Regions from separate parts of the Mus musculus genome. Here region 2 is linked to region 1. The links are chromatin contacts, called in public Hi-C maps. All regions are on one chromosome and are shown on one strand. Each heading gives the region's core, a stretch centred on a gene start, on an enhancer-like site or on the middle of the called end of the contact. The rest is flanking DNA. Distances are from core to core; before and after follow the strand shown. Region 1 overlaps Chrm3 (cholinergic receptor, muscarinic 3, cardiac). Region 2 overlaps Gm26861 (a long non-coding RNA gene).

Region 1 (5,382 bases), core at 1,516-4,015:
CTAAAACTACTATATGTGGAAATGAATGTAGAGAAATATGTGAGAATCAAAATAAAATAATAATAAAATGTATACTTTGGCAGTGGTCATGCCATTAAATATTAGAAAACAATGACCTCTTGTTCTGAATTTCCTGTATCAACTGGAAACTAGAGCTCATGGTAGTGTGAATTCTGGCCCTACGGGACTTAGAACAAAGAGGCAAGGAAGAAGGTTGAGCCAGTCAAACAAACAAACAAAAAACCAAAACAGGAGAGGGATAAGACTGAAAAAAAAAATTAAATACCCAAAGTGTGAAATCAATACAAATAGATTCATCCAGGCTGAAGAAGAAGAAATCCTAACATAAGCAAACAGAAGGTGACAAGTTCAGGCTGAACAGTGAGACTTGGTGCCTGGAATTATCCTCAGAGGTCTCCATCGAATCGTACAGGTTCTGACGGACACACGACTCACCCCCCACCCCCTGGGACTGTGCACAAGCATTCTACCATGATAACTGTGTTTGAGGAATATTTTTCTTTCTCCTGGGAGTTCCATCAGGGTCAGGGGTAAGGCATGTGTGGCCCTGCACACAACAAGGAGTGTATGTGTTTTAGACCTAGCTACACAGTCTGCAAGTTGACAGTGTGTATCTCCACTTTCCGAGGCTCACCTCTCTCCTCTCAGACAGTGCATGTAAAACAGAGAGCCCAGTGTGATGTGATGAGATCTCTGGCATGGACTAGATCTTAATTAATGCTATTATTGTGTTTTAATTAACTTCATGTGTGTGTGTGCTCATTATAGGTATGTTTGCCTGTGTTTAGGCGAGTGGGGGCCAGAATAACAGGCACTTTTTTCTCAGTCTTTACTGTTTTTTTTTTTTTTTTAAAGATAGTGTCTTTCACTGAAATGCTGCCTTGTTACTTTAGCTAGACTGCCTGTCTGTAACCCCCAGTGATTCTCCAGACCCCCCCCCCCCCAGCCCCTAGGCACAGATAGTTTTAGGTTACAGGAATGTCCAGTCTGGCCTGTTTTTTACATGGGTGACAGGGAGCTGAACTCAGGTCCTCATAAATGTGCAGCGAGTGCTCTTACCAACTATGAATCCTTTTAGCCCCCACAGACTATGTCTTAATGAGGGTAGCATGCATCAGATAGTGATACAATTGATACACTGCAGGAGAGTGGCAAATCTTCTATGAAGAAATTGAATTTTATTTTTTGCAATTGATAACTTGTAAATTAAAATGTCAAAGTCTTCATGATGTCAGATTCAATGCATCTTATTGCATTTGAGATAAGATAAAGCACCATCACGGGCCATCGCCTTGTTACATCCCTTGTTGTAAAACATCACCCAGCTGTAATTATTGATATTACCCACCCTATAATGAGTGCTTCCACATACCACTCATCTATATATCACCTATATTATTTAGACTAAAGCTTTAGGTCACTAGAATATTTTCTGTATGAGGAAACAAAGGCTCAGAGAAGCTAAGGAGCAGCTTGTCCAAGACACCTCTGAGTGGTTAAGTGGTAGTTGTTAGATGTAGACTGTGAGCGTCAGACTCCGATACTTTACGATAATCCCTCTCTGGGTGTGAGCTAAGGAGATCCACCCTTAGCTGAGATCTCCATCCAACCCCAAATCCCTCTTGGTCCCTGTGGGCAATTGATGGCTGCGGGGTGAAGGGAGGAGGGAAAGGCGGTTTTCCTCAGTCTAGTGGTCCATAGTAGATTGCCCATGCTCTAGTGGGTGACACCCATACCTGTGTGCATTTGGGCAGTATGAAAAGAAGGAAGAGAGGTAAGAGGAGGAGGAGGAGGAGGAGGAGGAGGAGGAGGAGGAGGAAGAAGAGGAGGAAGAGGAGGAGGAGGAAGAGGAAGAGGAGGAGAAGGAGGAGGAGAAGGAGGAGGAGGAGGAGGAGGAGGAGGAGAAGGAGGAGGAGGAGGAGAAGGAGGAGGAGGAGGAGGAGAAGGAGGAGGAGGAGGAAGAGGAGGAGGAGGAGGAGGAGGAGGAGGAGAAGGAGGAGGAGGAGGAGAAGGGGGAGGAGGAGGAGAAGGAGGAGGAGGAGGAGGAGGAGGAGGAGGAGGAGAGACAGAAGACTGAGCAGGGGATGGGGAGAGGTCTGTGAGGAGTTGGGAGTAGTTGCACAGGGTTTATATGATCTAAACACATTGTCTTCATGTATAAAAGTATGAAAGAATGCTTAAAGATAAACAAAACTCAAAACCTCTCCATCCCTTTACATATCTTCAGCCACAGGGTCATGAGGTCCTCTTGTAGTCATTAACCCAGTGATTGCTTTCATCCTGGTACACTGCCAGCTCCAACTCAAGGCTGATATGGCTCTTCAAACCAGGAAAGGTGTAGTAAGAGAACCCAAAGCTAATCCTTCGAATTCCTTCAATTCTTACTTTAAAAATTGTAATTATAAACACATACAATTGTATAGACTAACCTCATACTATCTCCACACATGCATTTACTGTGCACGGTTCGTGTCAGTTTCTCCTCCTGTTCACACTTGAGTTTAAGCTCCTGGAAGCAAGCATTACTTTTCCTTTCATTCCTGGCACCACCACCTTGCACCCAGATCGCTGGCTAGTCTGCAGTTTAAAACTGCTCATGCCCCTGTTGGGGGCACCAGTACAAACCTGGCTCATCCCAGCCTAGTAGTGATCACCCAGGACCAACGGGATAAAACCCTAACCCTTTGGAACACTGAAGGAGTGGACCTCCTTACAGCTAGCACTTCACTGTGGCTATGACAAAGGCCCTGCTGTTCTGGACCGCTGAGCGAGCCTGGTTGAATCATTCTGCACAAGCCGTTGGTAGCACTCAGGGCTGAATGGAAAAGAATTCTGTAGGCTGGCTTTAACAGGAAGCAGTGTTAAGATTGTGGCCCACCTTCCCTTGATCCTGACAGCTCAGTGAACCTGGGTGCTTGCAACCACTGAGGTTTAGGGAAGCTCATTAGTATATCACCTAGCTTCTTGGTAAAGACATTAATGAATGTGTCAGGGTCAATGGCAGGCTACAGAAGTCTGCTGTTTTCTGTCTGCTTTTTAGCATCATTCTACTGACAAAGGAGCACTGGCCCCACAGTGTGTCTCTGCTGACTGATCACTCAGCACCTCATCTCAAGTACTCTATTCAACTAGGAAGAGTCTCCTTTCCTTTTCTCTCTCTCCACATATCCCTGGCCATGTAGCACAGGCACCTCAAACTTACCATGTAGCCAAGAGTAGTTTTGACCTCTTTATCTCCCTTCCTCTACCTCCTGAATACTCATACTGCAGGTGTATACCCCCATGCCAAGCTGAAACACAGATTCTTCAAGAAAAGGTTTTTAAATAAAATTTGTATTTCAAAATATTCCCACCAGGGGTAGATACAGACTTTGGAGACGGAAGCTTATGTAATTTTGCTGTCTGTTCTGTTAAGAAAATGCACACAAGATTATGAATATGAAATGTCATCACTCTCTTTTCTCTCAGGGGCATTTTGAGGGTACTTGAAGTTTTAGCTTTATTACTTGAACACTGAGTCTTTTTCCAAGTTCCAATACTAATCTACATGATCTAGTTATTGTTAAGAGACTGAAAGTTTTTTTTTTTTAAGTTGTGTGTATAACTAAGAAACTAAGAGTGTTTGAGTTCATGAACTAGAGGTAATAAAATTTCCTTTCCAAAACATCTCAACAAACAGATGCAAACAGAATTCTGGGTATTCTGATACTGTGAGGGATTTGTAACAAATTCCCACGAATTAGGTTGCTGAAGGCTTAATTAGCTTTTAAAATGGTTTGCGAACCCACAGGTTCCAACTGTATGCCACTAGGTAATCATATTTAACCAAGACAGAGGTAAGATAAAAAAGGAGAGTGATTTCTCTTTGTTAGTAAGACGGCAGTTAAAGCCCCAGTTAAAGGGGCCCAATTGTAAACTAACCCTATCATGCAAGTAGTTGTTAAATGAGGAGAAAGAGACAAATCAGGTCAAGTAAATAACATAAGTGGTTAGATTTTCTAACAATGATGAAGAATAATTAAGAAGAGGTCACTGAGAAACAATCCTGTGTCAGGGGAGTGTTTTGGGGAGGTTGCTAGGTAACTCAAGCCAAAAGTAGTCATGTGTCCTGGAACATAATTAGCATATGGTTGTGAAAAATGGCTCCACATCCAGCTGCAGGTATCTTTTCTGACTTCCAAAGAAAGGATAGATTCAGCCAGCTTAAAATTCTTAATTAGAGACCTAAAGGTAAATGCTAATTGAATTCTCATGCAATGATCAATCTGTAAGTAATGCATACGTGGGTGGATGGGTGGGAATTGAAGGGATTGCTTACAATTACACGATTTTTTTAGGAAAACCTCTGGCCAGATGTTATACAATCCATGGCTACTGAAGGAAAAATGGTGCATAGATGATATTCAAACTGATTCCAGAAAATACTTAAATCAGATATGATAATGAGGCAGGAGTCCTGAGAAGTTGTCTCCATGGAAACATCTATTTCTTTCTTCTGTATGATATTTTAAATTGGAAGGCATATCCACCAGGGCTAGAAGGAATCTACCCCAAATAAATATGGTCTCTGGTATATCTGTTTTCCAATGGTAGCAACCTTTCCTCTGCTGCCAAACATGGCTCCAGATTTTGTTTTGTGCTACATTCATCAGCTCAGTACTTTTCTTCTCTTGTCACATCAAGGCTTGATGATGAGAGAAACAGTAAGTCAAGGCCTGGACCCTGCTTCAGGTACCACGAACCATTCCCATCTCCGATGCTGCCTCAAACATATCACCACCACATAACTTTCAGTGTCTTGAAATATTAATAACACATTGTAAAAAAAATTAGGGGAGCTGCTTTCAAGGCTAAAAGTTCTAAAAGAATTTGGTTGGTCACTTAGAAACAATGATGAGAGAATTTAGAAATGTCAGTGAGGACATCTTCAGTAACAGCTTTCTCTCAACAAGTTAGAGAGGAATCAAGAAGGGATTGTTGCTGTTAGATTGTTGTGTTAGACAAGTAGACCAATGGAATAGAATTGAAGACCCAGAAATGAACCCACACACCTATGGTCACTTGATCTTCGACAAGGGAGCTAAAACCATCCAGTGGAAGAAAGACAGCATTTTCAACAATTGGTGCTGGCACAACTGGTTGTTATCGTGTAGAAGAATGCGAATTGATCCATACTTATCTCCTTGTACTAAGGTCAAATCTAAGTGGATCAAGGAACTTCACATAAAACCAGAGACACTGAAACTTATAGAGGAGAAAGTGGGGAAAAGCCTTGAAGATATGGGCACAGGGGAAAAATTCCTGAACAGAACAGCAATGGCTTGTGCTGTAAGATCAAGAATTGACAAATGGGACCTAATG
Region 2 (5,382 bases), core at 920-3,419, 760 kb after region 1:
GTTTACATGTGTGTATATTTGTATTTGTATGTGTGTCTGTGTATGTGTATATGCACATGTGCCTGTGCATGTGTGAAAGCCGGAGGGTAGATTTGTCTATTATTACTCAGATGCCATTCACTTTTTATTTCTTTATTTCCGTATTTACTTATTTGCTTATTTGTTTATTTGTTTATTTAATTTTTTTACAGATACAGTCCTCACCACCCTGGAACCCACAGATTTAACTTACCAGCGAGCCCCTGTATTCTCTTATTTCATCCCTGTGTTGGATTCACATTATAAACCTGACCCAAAGCAAAAAAAAAAAAAAAAAACAAAAAACAAAACAAAAATCCATGTCTTCTGGGGACCGAACTTATATCCCCATGCTTCTAAGGTTTGCTCTCTAACAACTTAGCTATCTCCCTGGACCCTATACCTATTTGTTTTGTCACTTACCCCTTCATACCCATCATTTACATCCTGACTTCACTCCACCTTCATTGGCTTCCTGAGTCCAATGGCAATGCATCAACTAATAAAATACGTTTTCAAATCATTGGTTTGGATTTAAAGGCAAAAGGAAATCTAGACAGAATGGTTTGACTAATTCATATGAGAGTACATTGATGTTGGTTGGCCTGTGTGGGATTTTTGGGGAGAGAGAGAGAGAGAGAGAAAGAGAGAGAGAGAGAGAGAGAGAGAGGGAGAGAGAGAGAGAGAGAGAGAGAGAGAGAGAGAGAGAGAGAGAGAGAGAGAGAGAGAGATTGAGATTGCTCACTTTCTAGCAAAAAAAAAAAAAAAAAAAAAAAAGAATGAGGGAGATTAAGCTAACGGGAAGAAGACTACCAAAGGAAGTAAAAATAAAAACAGTCTACTTCCTGATCTTTTCTCACAGATTCTTTAAATAAACATGGATCCTGAATTGACAACACAGGTTTTGCACTTTCCATATTTGTTACTCTTCCTATGATTTTGATTTGGTTAGATTAGTCCAGATAGTAGAAATGACCATAGTGCTATGAGGATAAGCTGAAATTTCCAAGGGGCCCTGAAATCCCACAATCTTTCTTCAGTAGATTTATTTTCACATCTTCCCATTAGCTAGTTATGAGTTCATGTGTCATCACACCAATACATTGCTCTGCCTTTCCTCTTTCAGTATATGTCCTACAGTGTTGAACAAAACACAAGAAGAAGATATTTGGGGCCATGAATAACTCAAGGTATTATTCCTCATATTTGTTTTTCATTTTACACAACACACTTTTTAATAATAATCATTTTCTTTTTTTTTTCTTCTGTCTCCTCTTGGACTTTTTAGCATCTGTCTGTCTATCTATCTATCTGTCTATCTATCTGTCTATCTATCTATCTATCTATCTATCTATCTATCTATCTATCTGTCTTTCATTGGTTATTTTATTTCTTTACATTTCAAATGTTATCTCCCTTGCCACTTTCCCCTCTGCAAACCCTCTATATCATGCCCCCTGCCCTGCTTCTATGAGGGTGGTCTCCCACCCACCCACCCACTCCCGCCTCACCTCCTTAGCATTCCTCTATGCTGGAACATTGAGCCTCCACAAGATCAAGAGCCTCCCTTCCCATTGGTGCCAGATAAGGCAATCCTCTGCTACACATGCGGCTGGAGCCATGAGTCCTTCCATGTGTAGTCTTTGGTTGGTGGTTTAGTCCCTGGGAGCTCTGGGGTGGTCTGGTTGGTTGATATTGTTGTTCTTCCTATGGGGTTGTAAACTCCTTCAGGTCCTTCAGTCCTTTTTCTAACTCCTCCATTGGGGACTCTTTGCTCAGTCCAAATGTGAGCATCCACGTTTGTATTAGTCAGGCTCTGGCAGAACCTTTCAGGGAACAGCTAAACCAGGCTCAATCTTTTTTATTTTTTTAACATAGAAAAAAAGGTTCCTGAGATTAATGTATGCTCAAGCTGAGAAACTAAGGAAGGGGTCCACGAACCCCAGGACTCTCAGAGCACATGCTGTCATGTGTAAGGTGGAAGGCGAGAAAAAAAGCTTGGATGTGCCTCACCACGGAGTCCCTGGAGCCAAGAGCTCTGGAGCCCCAGCAAAGTCCCCGACAATTTCATTAGCCAGTCTGTGTGCCTGCCCAGGAAGATGGGATGGCACTGTGCCATAGCATCTGCGCTCATTTTCCACTGAGTCACTCTGATCTCTCCTAATCTCACCCACCCTTCCCTGAGTCCCTCATTTCAAAATCTGTGGCATGCTAAGAGCACTCCTTGAGAGAAATAAATAGGGATCTGCAAACTAAAAATAATAGATAATATGGTATGCTAATTGTCAACCTACTCGAGCTCCATGGGCCATGCTCTACAGCTTTTAAATATATGTGTGTGTCTATATATAATTTTTCTTTTCCACCATCTGTTCATGTCCACTGAGAGCGTGTCCCCCGGGATGCTCTGCAAACCCTCCCCTGCCAGTTCTGACATTCTTTCTGAGCCTTTGGCTCCCTAAGCTCCTTTTTGTTGTTGTTCCTCTCCAATGCCCTGCTCCAGCTACGTTTCATGGACTAACATCTCCAACCTCCTCAGGATACAGCAGAGATGGCTAGGGTTTTTAGGATTTGCCATCAGCTTAATCTGATAGCTAAGCCAACAAGAGCTGGCTGTGTTGTTGAAAAGAGGATTATTGGGCAGAAAATAAAGCAAAGCATGAGAGAAGAGGTAAGAATAAAATCCCAAACAGAATGTTAAAGTCAGAGGTGAAATTGCATTAGCCATGGAAGGAGAAGGGAAACATGAGCTGGCTGGCGAACTGTTCTTCTGGAAAACTGCCCATGTCCTCATCCCACAGGCTCACAGGGGGGCCGCTTCTTCCTCCATCAGCCTCCTGGTGCTTATATCTATTATAACATTAATCACACTGACATGTTCTTGGAGTTGAAGGACTCTTTTAGCTCTCTCTCTCTCTCTCTCTCTCTCTCTCTCTCTCTCTCTCACACACACACACACACACACAAACACACACACACACACAAACACATAAACACACACAACTCATACCCTTGGAAGTATCCAAAGAAAATTTTCCCAGTTTGCCATTGATGTCCCAGGGAAAGTTGTATTCAAGGGAGTATACTACCTTTAAAAAAATATAGACATTGAAATAAATAATCATGGCAGGAAGCCATTTGAATATGTTTCTGCTGATTTCATAGAATAACCTCAACTGGGTAATTTAGGATAATCAGACTTTTAATAGCTCATGGTTATTGAGTTTGGGAGGTCCATGATCAGGGGACTAGTTTTTAGTGAGGTTATTCTTGTTATATAATACTATTGTAGAAGATGGAAGGAAAATATGAGGTGGAGAGACATGGAAAGAGGAAGGAATGGAGGGAATGAAGGAGGGAAGAAAGGGGAGAGAGTATTCACAGAATTCATTTCTTCATCTTCTCCACTCTTGCAGGACCCAGCCAGATCTCAACAGTGGCACCTGCCCAACCTGCCATTGTGCAAGTTTCTGCCACATACTTTGAGAAGACACCTTCAAAGCTTAACAGGAGACCCTTTCATCCTTGTATGTATAATAAGAAAATATATTATGGTATAGTGCTTCATCTCTGATTTGGGGTTTCACTGTGGATGCTAACTCAATAATCATGAATTTAAAATGCTGTCACAGAGAGTCCTGGCTGAAGGGAGGGTCACAGAGAGTCCTGGCTGAAGTTGGAGTTACAGAGAATCCTGGCTGAAGGGACAAAGCTCAGAGAATACATTTAACATCCCCTAGGTACCCAATATATCCATGAATTTGTATGTGACACAAAAACCTAGACAGGGATAGGCACATATTTTCTTTCTTGCCTCTTCAACAACAACCCTAAAGTAATTGGACCAAAGTGTGACCTTGCTTTGATTGCTTTCTCATTTGGGGTTCATATCTGAGCTCTCAAGCTTTCTAATTTACGTAATTGGAATGAACTTATGGGGCAAGTATTTTATGAAAGTACTCTGCGTAAGATCTTAAATTATTGGAAATAATTTACCTCATGAAAGATAATATTTCTAGTAATGTACAAAACCTAGAAAAATTCTAAAAATCACCAAAGAGATACAAAACAAAGTAAGACTACTCAAAAAGTGAGGGTGTCTACTTGCTGTTGAAGGTATTTTATCTGTATTAATGTCTGCCACATAGTAAAACACATGGCTATGTATGAAAGGTATGTTTCTTAACTATTGCCTTGTAGAAATTATCATTGTGTTGGAGGCATAAACACGTCTGTGCTAGTTAACTCACAGCGTGTGTCATGAGCTTAGGTGTGGTGTACTTGTGTTCTCTCATTGAGGGTCTTTCAAAAGGTTGTGGATGGTATTGACTACTAATACAGTTATAGGCGTCAATCTAAATGACTGAAAAGTGAAGGATCTGCTTTCCAGACACTCATGTTTATTGGTAGAATTTCATCTTTTCAATGAAAATTTTCATTTTTTGCACTGACAGTTTTCTTGAGTCCATTTCATTTTCTTGTCTCATAAACCTCCAAGAAAACCATTAGAGGTGCTAAAGGGGAAGACAGAAAGGGCCAAAATGGCAAGACAGAATCATAAATAATAGAGAAGTTGCACTCACTCAACTCCAAAATATTCTGGTTAGAAGCCAGTTGTGTAAAGAATGGTTTTACTTTATTTCATTAATATCAGGAGGGAACATCATAGAGACTATCTAACAAGGTCTGTGCTCAGACCCCCAGATAGTCTTCTGAGTGCACAAAAACACCCTGTTCCTTGAGAATACAAGATAATTTTACAATTTAATCTAAATCCAAGATCTTGCCTTCAAGGTAGGCTCAAGTGGGGATGAGTTCACTTGATGGAGGAAGTTAGCTGGGACACATCTCTGTATCTATAGACCTGGGACACGAGGGAAACAAGTGTTCTCTACCAAGCCAGTGTGCCACAGGATAATGACATTACAGTTTCCAGAATGTGGAGAAGGTTGGTGAGACAGCAACCATAATAATTTTGAAACTGAGCTAAGCAAATATTGAATGGTCCTTGATTCTGTTTCCAGGACAGGGCACGGCTTTGGTGGTCCTGGCTTTAGCCTCTAGGTGCTTTTGTTGACCTTATTTCTCCACAATATTCTCAGTTTGTGTTATGCAAGGAGAAACCTACCTGAGAACTAGATCTTGTGTACTCCTGTTCTGACTAGTTTTTCTTTCAACCTATTTTACCAATACTTTAGTGCTGTAATTTCCTTGCAGATTTGAAAAGACTTACTCCATGGATCTGGAGAAGCCTTTCTACTTTGGGTTCTGCTGACAAGGTTTAGGGACTATGCCATACAGCTCTCACCATGACTTGTGCTTCACTGAAGGGTTCCTTCAGCATACCCTGAGTTGCTTGAAATG

The links. Hi-C and Micro-C count contacts between places; a contact is called where the count stands out from the background.
Region 2: a Hi-C map of cerebral cortex shows a contact between it and region 1, with 1.8 times the contacts expected there. The contact joins two enhancer-like sites. A contact is called at or near these places in 1 of 39 promoter capture datasets (hippocampal neurons) and 4 of 484 Hi-C or Micro-C datasets (cerebral cortex, cortical neurons and embryonic fibroblasts).

The regions. Positions count from the first base shown.
Region 1 is chr13:9,887,891-9,893,272 of GRCm38.p6, forward strand. The region is part of intron 4 of Chrm3 (cholinergic receptor, muscarinic 3, cardiac); the gene reads right to left. Among named protein-coding and RNA genes, the nearest start is that of Gm40665, 94 kb to the left of the region's middle. Within about 2 kb of position 2,766, at least 21 of the 459 cell types and tissues checked have an H3K27ac peak or open chromatin away from gene starts, as enhancers often do. A contact at or near this core is called in cerebral cortex, where this site is marked.
Region 2 is chr13:10,651,447-10,656,828 of GRCm38.p6, forward strand. Gm26861 (a long non-coding RNA gene) reads left to right here. Exons shown (of 7, transcript XR_001780860.2): 5 at 1,145-1,208; 6 at 3,435-3,545. Among named protein-coding and RNA genes, the nearest start is that of Gm40666, 20 kb to the right of the region's middle. Within about 2 kb of position 2,170, at least 41 of the 459 cell types and tissues checked have an H3K27ac peak or open chromatin away from gene starts, as enhancers often do. A contact at or near this core is called in cerebral cortex, where this site is marked.